2 separate regions of the Rattus norvegicus genome follow, and region 1 is linked to region 2. Evidence: chromatin contacts called from public Hi-C data. All regions are on one chromosome and are shown on one strand. The core of a region is the stretch at or near the end of the contact, and the rest is flanking DNA. Distances in the headings are between cores, read along the strand shown.

Region 1 (4,042 bases), core at 1,099-3,598, 140 kb after region 2:
TGTTGAGAGCCAAACAGGATGGGTGAGTTGTGGAGGCTACTGTAAAGGTTAGAGAGACGAGAGAGAGAGAGAGAGAGAGAGAGAGAGAGAGACAGAGAGAGAGAGACAGAGAGACAGAGAGACAGACAGAGAGGGAAGGAGGGAAGGAAAGGGAAGGGGAGGGGAGGAAGGGAGGGGGAGAGAGAGAGAGAGAGAGAAGAAAGGAAGGAAGGGTAAGAAAGCCAACCAAGCAAGCAGGGAATGCACAGAGGACCTCAAAGACTCCATTGGAGAGTTCAAAGTTATTTATATGTTCCAAAAAGTTTTCTTTTCAGAATCAGATCCATGCTTTTGAAAACTGACACTTGCAGAATATTGGAGAGTGGGTTGGAAGAAAGAAGAAAGTGGAAGAAAACTGAGCACTTGCAACATGGGAGGGGTGGCCCGAGGGAGAGTGAGAACCAGGAAGGCTGAGGTTGTACAGCTCTGGCCACATTTAGACAGCAGAATACACAGGGCGAGTTGCTGTGATGGGAACAGGGATGGATCAAGATGAGCCAGGGTCACTGCCAAGTTCTGGTCACCACAACTGAGAGGAATATAGCATCAGCAATGTGAGAACCCAGAAAGAAAGGCACACTTCTGATAAACAGATCAGCTTTAGGTGGATGCATTAAAAATATCTCTGGAAACTTTCAGCCAAGATCTTTACTGGCTACTTAGATATGTAGTTCTGAAAAAACAAAACAAAACAAAACAAAACTGTGTTCTATTCATAAAACTGAGGGTAGCCAGCATATGTCCTGGAAGATGAAGGCAGCCGTAGATGCATTGGACCTGAGTAAGAGAAAAAGGGATCCCAGTGTGCCCAAGCTCTGGAGGAAGACAGATTGTCACAGTGGGTCAAGAGTGGACAGAGCACATCAATGAAGTATGGAAATAGTCCTTAATTGAATTAATTAGAGTAGCTTTCATTAGTGGGCAAACATGCCCTGTGGTGAATATCATATGCATGTTAGCTAACTTTTGGCTACTATAGAAAATAGCAGAAATATGCGGTTCTGAGAGAGAAGGGCTTACTGTGCACAGCTCGTGGTTTGTGAAGTTAACTCGCTCCATTAGGCTCTGTTCTTGGGCTTTTGATGAGGCCCAGCACCATTGTGGGAAGTGAAGAGGAGTGTACCAACATCCTTTGCAAGGGCACAACCCCCCAAGTAACCTAACTTCCCAATGTTCCCTAATAATGCCATCAATTGGGGACTAAGGTTTCAACACATGGCCCTTTGAAGGATATTCAAGATCCAAACTGCAGCAGTCATAGTACCATACGTTATTCAATCCTACATAAGGTAAATAACAGTAACACTCAGTTCACAATTAAAAAAAAAGAAAGCTGCAACTTGGACAGATTCTATGACCCTCTGCGGTATCCATGTGGAAGCCTCCTATAGCCGGTAGATATTAAGAACATGAAATGTGCAATCAAGGGACTTATTTTAATATTAACTCAATTTTACATCGTATTAATTCAAATTTAATAACACAGGATTGTGCCCTTGGAAAACATTTTAGAATGTTTAGAATTAACTAAATACAGATTCATTATTTCCAATGGGAAAAAAAATGGTTCTGCAAGTGATAAAATACTGGGTTTGAAGACAGAGAGAAAAGAATGTGAAATATTTCATTAATAATTGCTCACATCAATTGCATGTTGAAATGATATTTTGGATATATCAGGTTAAGCAAAATTATTAAAATTAATTTTACCCGTGTTTCCTCTCTTCACTTTTCTTACAAAACTACAAGAAAAAGAATTCAGTTCCGTGAGTGGTTGTCACAGGTTTCCCCAGCGTCAGCCTGAGCAGCCTTTTCTGGAGAACTCGCCAGGCACAGTCAGCACGTGCTGGTTTGCGCCATTCCTGGGGTGGACTGACCCTCTCCGGTGCCCAGGACCAGCGGGTTTTCCTGTTTGCCTTTTTGAACTCTGTTTTCTCTGCGCCTTGGAGAGCCAGGGGCTGTGATGTCACTGTATAAACAGAGGGAAGGGTGGGGGCAAAAGCGATGCAGACGAGGGTGGAGGAGGCCGGACTGGAGGATGGGGGTGGGGAGGGAGATGGTAAAAGGTGGCTCAGTCTAGAGTGCAGGAATGGCTGGGGACTTTGTCCTCCGTGATTAAGAAGCAGAGAGGTATCCTGGTCCATAAACTAGGGGGCGGGGAGGAGGGGCTCAGAAAAACACGGGTCGCCTAGAGCTAATTCCCCTGATTAAAAATGCATTAGTTTGGAGGTGTCAGGGACACGCAGCTGTTTTCAAGGCAAGCCTGGCTCCAAGAGGTCCTCCCCGGCCAGGCCGCCTGGCGGCTCCATCCCGGGCTGGATGTCAGGGAGCGCAGCCTGCCGACGCTTGTCCTCTCACTGACAGGGCCCTGGCCAATGTCCTGCTGCTGAGGGTCGTGGTAATTTACATCCTCTCTGTGTACATTAACTTATCTGCAGCCGCGCTGGCTGCGCCGTTTCAGTCAGCCTGTCTCCTGTGCAGCCTGGGAGACTTCCCGCGACCCACCGACAGTCAGGGGGTGCAGGGGGAGCTGGCCCGCGAGCTCCCCAGCCCTGGGAACAGAAACCCACGCCTGCTTCTGACCTGGTCCCCACGCAGGCCTGGCCTGGGGGAACAGGAAGGGACAGCTCGGGCAGGGCAGAAGCAGGAGGCTAATTCATGACTCATGACTCATGGGCAGACTCCTCTTCAGTGACAGCCGGGACAGTTCCTGGTTATTTGTAGCCCCCCACCCCACCCCACCCCCGCTTTCTTTTCGCTGTAATTAAGCAGTCATTTGAGGGTCATTTCATACCGGTTGTAGGCTCCCCATTTTAATTATGCTCTAACTTTCAATGGGGGCAACAAGGGAGTGGAGAGGGAGGCATGGAGGCCAAGAGGGTAATCGTCTCTGAGAACGCGTGCACTTTTCATAACTCTTTCTGCATGACAGGCCCAGGGTGCAGGCTTGGCAGCCTGATGCTCTGTTTCAGCACAGGCCAAAGCCCTCTTCCCTGACACCAGTGGTCTTCCCTAAGAAGAGATCTGGCCCTGTTTGGAGGCAGATGTTGGATTTTCTCCTTTCCCCTCTGGCACCACACTAATCATTCTCTTTAATCACTGGGGCTTTTTAATGAGGCCAAGTAGGTATTTATGGAGCCGTCTACTCTTTAAATGTGGACGTTTGATAAGTCATTTATAACTTATCGCGGGTCAAGCCAGAAGAAAGGAAGTGAGAATAAAATAGAGTCCGGAGCCCGCTAGGAAAACTCCGCATATCTTTACGTGCTAGACGGTACCAAGCCCTTGTGACAAATGTTCAATCTGTCAGCTGTGAGCCGCAGGAATGTCCAGGGTCTGTCCCGATTGGGTGAAAATTCCCTAGCTGGCATTCTGAGTTCCCTCTCCTGTTTTCTCCCTTGGCTCTTTTTTATGAGTTCTTTGGACATCATCGTGAACTGCCGTTCTCTGGCGGATTCACACAAAGTTCCTTAAAGAACACTGGTGGGACACAGATGTAAAATAAAGGTCTGGGAGGGAGTTAAACTGGAAAGTAAGAAAAGTCGTTGCAGAGTAAGTATCCTGTGCTCACATTTTACCTGATGTCATTGTTAAAGCTGGGGTTTCTCGCAGCAGCAGCAGAGAATGTATTGACTTTGCTATCTCCTCGATGTTCTGTTGATAAATACATCCCACCTTTGTGTCTGGGGGCCGGGGGGAGGGAGCCAGCATATAGCACATCTAAGAGAACTTGCAGAGGAGCAGACCAGCTCTGCCAAGTTCAAGTGTGAGTTACACTCACGGGGGTCATCATCCTCTTACTGCACCACTAGGCTTCCAACATATCTATTTTCATTATTAATAATAATGCAGCTAGTAACAGTAATTGCTAAGCAAGATTTGACTTATCTGTTTCATGCAAGGTACTGGGTATGTTTGTTCTTACAAAGCTCAAGTCCCCTCGGCTCTCAAAGCCTTGCTCCTTCATGAACACACAGATAGGAAGCACAGCCACAGAGAAGAG
Region 2 (4,206 bases), core at 879-3,378:
TGCGTTTCTTAACTTTCTACTGCTATGACACATTTTTATGTTGCTTTGCACCCAGACGGCACAGAGGGGAGCACCATTGAGACTCATGTATTTAAGACAACGGAAACAATCTTAAGACATGGCCTAACTTTAGAAAGGTAGTCTATGGGAAACTTTTTCATCACAGAGCTGAAGGATGTCATCTGAGGGAGACAGATCTAATCATGACATGTTGGGGACCCTCACCTGCAGAGCCACTCCTCCCATCAGTGACCATAAGAGCTCTTGCCTCTGGCTGCAGGATTTGACCTCCAGCTTTCCTGCAATGAGCTGGTTGTGGAGGCAGCCTGGGAGACCAGCTCCACACCACTCCTGCTCCAGCACCTATTTCTGTTCAGGCTGGGTGGCATGGCAGGAGTTGTCGGCCAACCCCTTTATTCCAGAACTTTCTCTTGACTGGCTCCATAGAGACAGGCCCTCAATTCTGTTGCCACTACTCACTACTTTTCTGCTTCTCAACTGTCAAGCTTCTCATCCTAACTTGTATGATAGCCTGGAGCAGCCCACACAAGAAGGCATGACTCTGCTCAGAGTGGCACCTGGGCCATGGAGTCAGGCAGACCTGGGAGAGTTGGCTTCTCCTTTGGCTTCCCTTATTCTTTAATCACAGAATATATGCTGAGTTCTTCCCCAGAACACTCAAGTTTCACAACCCAGATAAACACTATTCCTCTGTCACAAGAAAGAACAACTAGAGTTTTCTCTGGTAAAGCACTACCACAGAATTCCATCAATACCACCACGTTGACAGCTATTTTCATGGTTGCACTGTCTTCAGAGACTTACCAGTGTGTCAGATGTCTGGCTGTGTGGCTAAATTATGAGGTCATATTTACCAAATGCCCTCTGGGCTGGGCGTTAATGTGGAGTCTTTCACCATCAAGGCAAGCAAAGTCTACCCCATGGACTCTTGACACACAAGATAGCAAAGAGGAGGCAACTTGCCCAGGTTTACCTGAGTGTATGGTCCAGGTGCCAGCTCAGCAGCATGCCTCCTTTGGGTGGAGGTCCCAGGCTATTGTACAAATAGTCACTGAGAGTGAGCTCCCTTGGTGCATAGAAGGCTGACAGTGAGGAGAGTCTGAGGTTACCTAGGACTCTACCTTGGATAACAAGGCTGACAATGGTACCACCCATCATGCAGTTCAGAAGAATCTTGTAGAGACTGCTATCTCTCTATTATCTCCATGCCTACCCCTATCCTATCCCTATCCTATGCCTATCTCCATGCTTACCCCTCTCCTCACGCACATTTCTCTCCTTATTCCTTTTCCAATCCCCCTCTATCATCTCTCTCATCCTCCTTCTGTCCCTCCTTCTCTCTCTGTCCCTCTCTGTCTCCCCATCTCTGTCATCTCTATCTCTCTCTTTATCCCTCATCTCTATATCTGTCTATCTCTATCTTGATCTCTGTATCTCTATTTCTATCATCTATCTATCATCTATCTACCAACTATCTATCAATCTATATATCTATCATCTATCTATCTATCTATCTATCTATCTCTATTTCATCTCTCCATTTGTTAGTGAAGATTGAACCCAGAATCTTGTACTACTAACTCACACTCTTATTGCTACAAAGCTGTACCCCAAATCTCCACATGATTTGTAGATAGTATTTGGTCACTTTTAGGAATTTTACCTGTTTCAGGACCAGTAGAACTTCAAGATCTGGTGTTCTTGTTTCTTTTGAGACCCCCCACCCCGACCCCAAGCTCACAGGCCTGTGCTTTCTGAAGTCTCGCACCGCTTTAATTTGTATTATAGATTAAATGCATGTGTGTGCTCTGGCCAAACCATGCTTCAAACGGAAGTGTTTATCCTACACCTGAGAAACCTATTAGTGGCAGGAAATGAGTGTCTCTGCTGTGCCGTGTTTGGGCCTGGCTTGTAACCAAAAGCCAAGGAAGCTTCATGAGTGGAACTGGTGGGGATCGAGTCTTTGAAAGTCTCTTTGACCACAAATTTCCCAAGATACCAGCAGTGACAGGGGACTGGAGTAAAAAAACATCCTCCCTACATACTTCTTCCTTAGAGTTGCTGGCTGAGAAGCTTTCTGGGTGACTCATTGGTCCAAGCCTCTGACCTGAGCCAGACCTGCCTTCAGCTTCTGGATTTCTGGAGAAGCCTACAGGACGCCAGGCAGGAAGTGACCTCATGGTTGTTTTGGCCATGTGGGTGGTGTCCATCACTGGTAGCAGCTGAAGTTTATCAGAAAGTTTAGCCTTTGCACTTTGAGAAACCAACTACTATCTCACCCTCAATTTAGAATAATAAAAGGCGCATGGCAAAAACCATGTGCAGTAAACCAGATAAAGAACAACAGTGGGGAGTTTGCTGTTCCTGCCTATGGCTTAGGGACACAGACGTTTGCACTCTGCAGTCACACTGACAAAGTATTACCTGAACCAACTTTAAGAGAGTTCATGGAGGTAGGCTAGAAGCAGCAAAAAACAAAAACAAAAAAACAAAAAACCTCCCCACAAAAACAAAAACAAAAACAAAACCCATTTTAAGCTAATAATTTATGTTTATTAAATAAAAAGACTATTTGGTGAAAGAAAAAAAAGGATTTGGGTTTTTCAAGCGTTTTGTTCTAGTTTTAAAATTACTGGGGCTAGAAAGGTGGTTCAGCAGTTAAGAGTGTTTCCTGCTCTTACAGAGGAGGACCACAGTTCAGTTCCCAGCACCCTGTAGGTCTGCTTACTTCACTTCTAACTCCAACTCTGGGTGATCTGATGCTTCTTCTGGACTCTTTGGGTATATTCATACATGTGTACATATACATATATACACGTATAAAAATAAAATAGAATAACTAATAGTAAGAGTAGGGTATATTCATTGAACAAAGAATGGCTTCCTGATGATGTCTGCATACATGGTTCTGTGTGCTTTGGTCATTCTCCCTGTTTCCCTTTCCAGTCTCTCTCCCCATCCTTCTTCCTGGCTTCTCCCCAGTTGCCCGCCTTTTACTCTCTTGTCCCCTCACATCAGATTGCACACAGGAGAGAGACCATGTGCCCTTGTGAGGCTGGCTTATTTTGCTTAACACCATCTCCAGTTCATTCAGTTTTCTGCAAATGGCATGATTCCCTTCTTCTTTATAGCCAAGTAAAACTCCATTGTGTACATACACAACACTTTCTTTACCCATCTATGTGTTGATGGATATCTAGGCCAACTCCACTCTTGGATATTGTGAATGTTTTTTTAATTGTTTATTATAGTCCTAATCTTCCATCAGACTCCCAGCTGCTCACATCCTTTTCTTTTTCTGACTCAATTGGTATGGTACACTTTTGTAATCTCTCTCTTTCTCTCCCTTCTTTTCTCCCTCCCTCCCTCACTCTCTCCCTCTCTCTCCCCTCACCCTTCCTTTCTTCCTCTCTCTCCATTGCTTTGGCATGGACAATCTCCAACATGTTGTGGACCCAGCAAGGCACTATTCAGAGTTTCACTCCAATTCTACTGTTCTGGGTGGAAGAAACTATACTTGACCCATCACAAGCCACCGACTTTCATTGTCCTCTTTTGTGTCGCACCTACTGCCACCACCCTTGTTCACTCCCTTCCTTCAGGTTTCATAACAACATTAAAAAATGTGCCCTTTCATTCTTTGCTTTGTGTTTAAATTAAAACTAGAATACTTTTAAACTCCTTAAATGGCTATGATAATACTTCTGTAGTAGCATCCCCTGATGATTTTACAAATCATTCAGAGAGTTGAAGGACCTTAAGTTTAGACAGAGTAACCTCTGACCCTGTCCTTAATCAGGGGCCTATAAACTGTCACTGTGAATTCTTCACCCATGGTCCTTGGAGACCTAAAAAGATTTAGAAGGATGAATTGGGTCTCAAGGTTGAGCAGCAGCTGGTTCGTCTCATCTTCATTACACTTAAGCTGAGAGTTGAGAAGTGAGTTGATTCCATCACTGGATGATGATCTGTCATAGCAACGCACTTGCTTCTCCTTCAGTCCCCACCAATACCCAAGTGGATACAAATGGAGGAAGAAATACCCAATCTCCAGTGTGTCTACTGTCAGGAAACAGCCATAGTTCATGGGCCTGGTCCCTCCAAGAAGGCACAGTCACTGTCCAGTCATGTCAGTGAGTGACCGCAGCTTATTTGAGAGTGTCACCTTTCCTTGGTGTCTGTAGT

Evidence for each region. Hi-C and Micro-C count contacts between places; a contact is called where the count stands out from the background.
Region 1: a Hi-C map of the A7r5 cell line shows a contact between it and region 2, with 2.5 times the contacts expected there. The contact joins two enhancer-like sites. A contact is called at or near these places in 3 of 12 Hi-C or Micro-C datasets (the A7r5 cell line, kidney and liver).

Annotation. Positions count from the first base shown.
Region 1 is chr18:2,858,718-2,862,759 of GRCr8, forward strand. No RefSeq gene overlaps it. Among named protein-coding and RNA genes, the nearest start is that of Rbbp8, 340 kb to the right of the region's middle. Within about 2 kb of position 2,349, at least 25 of the 93 cell types and tissues checked have an H3K27ac peak or open chromatin away from gene starts, as enhancers often do. A contact at or near this core is called in the A7r5 cell line, where this site is marked.
Region 2 is chr18:2,721,998-2,726,203 of GRCr8, forward strand. No RefSeq gene overlaps it. Among named protein-coding and RNA genes, the nearest start is that of Gata6, 260 kb to the left of the region's middle. Within about 2 kb of position 2,129, at least 10 of the 93 cell types and tissues checked have an H3K27ac peak or open chromatin away from gene starts, as enhancers often do. A contact at or near this core is called in the A7r5 cell line, where this site is marked.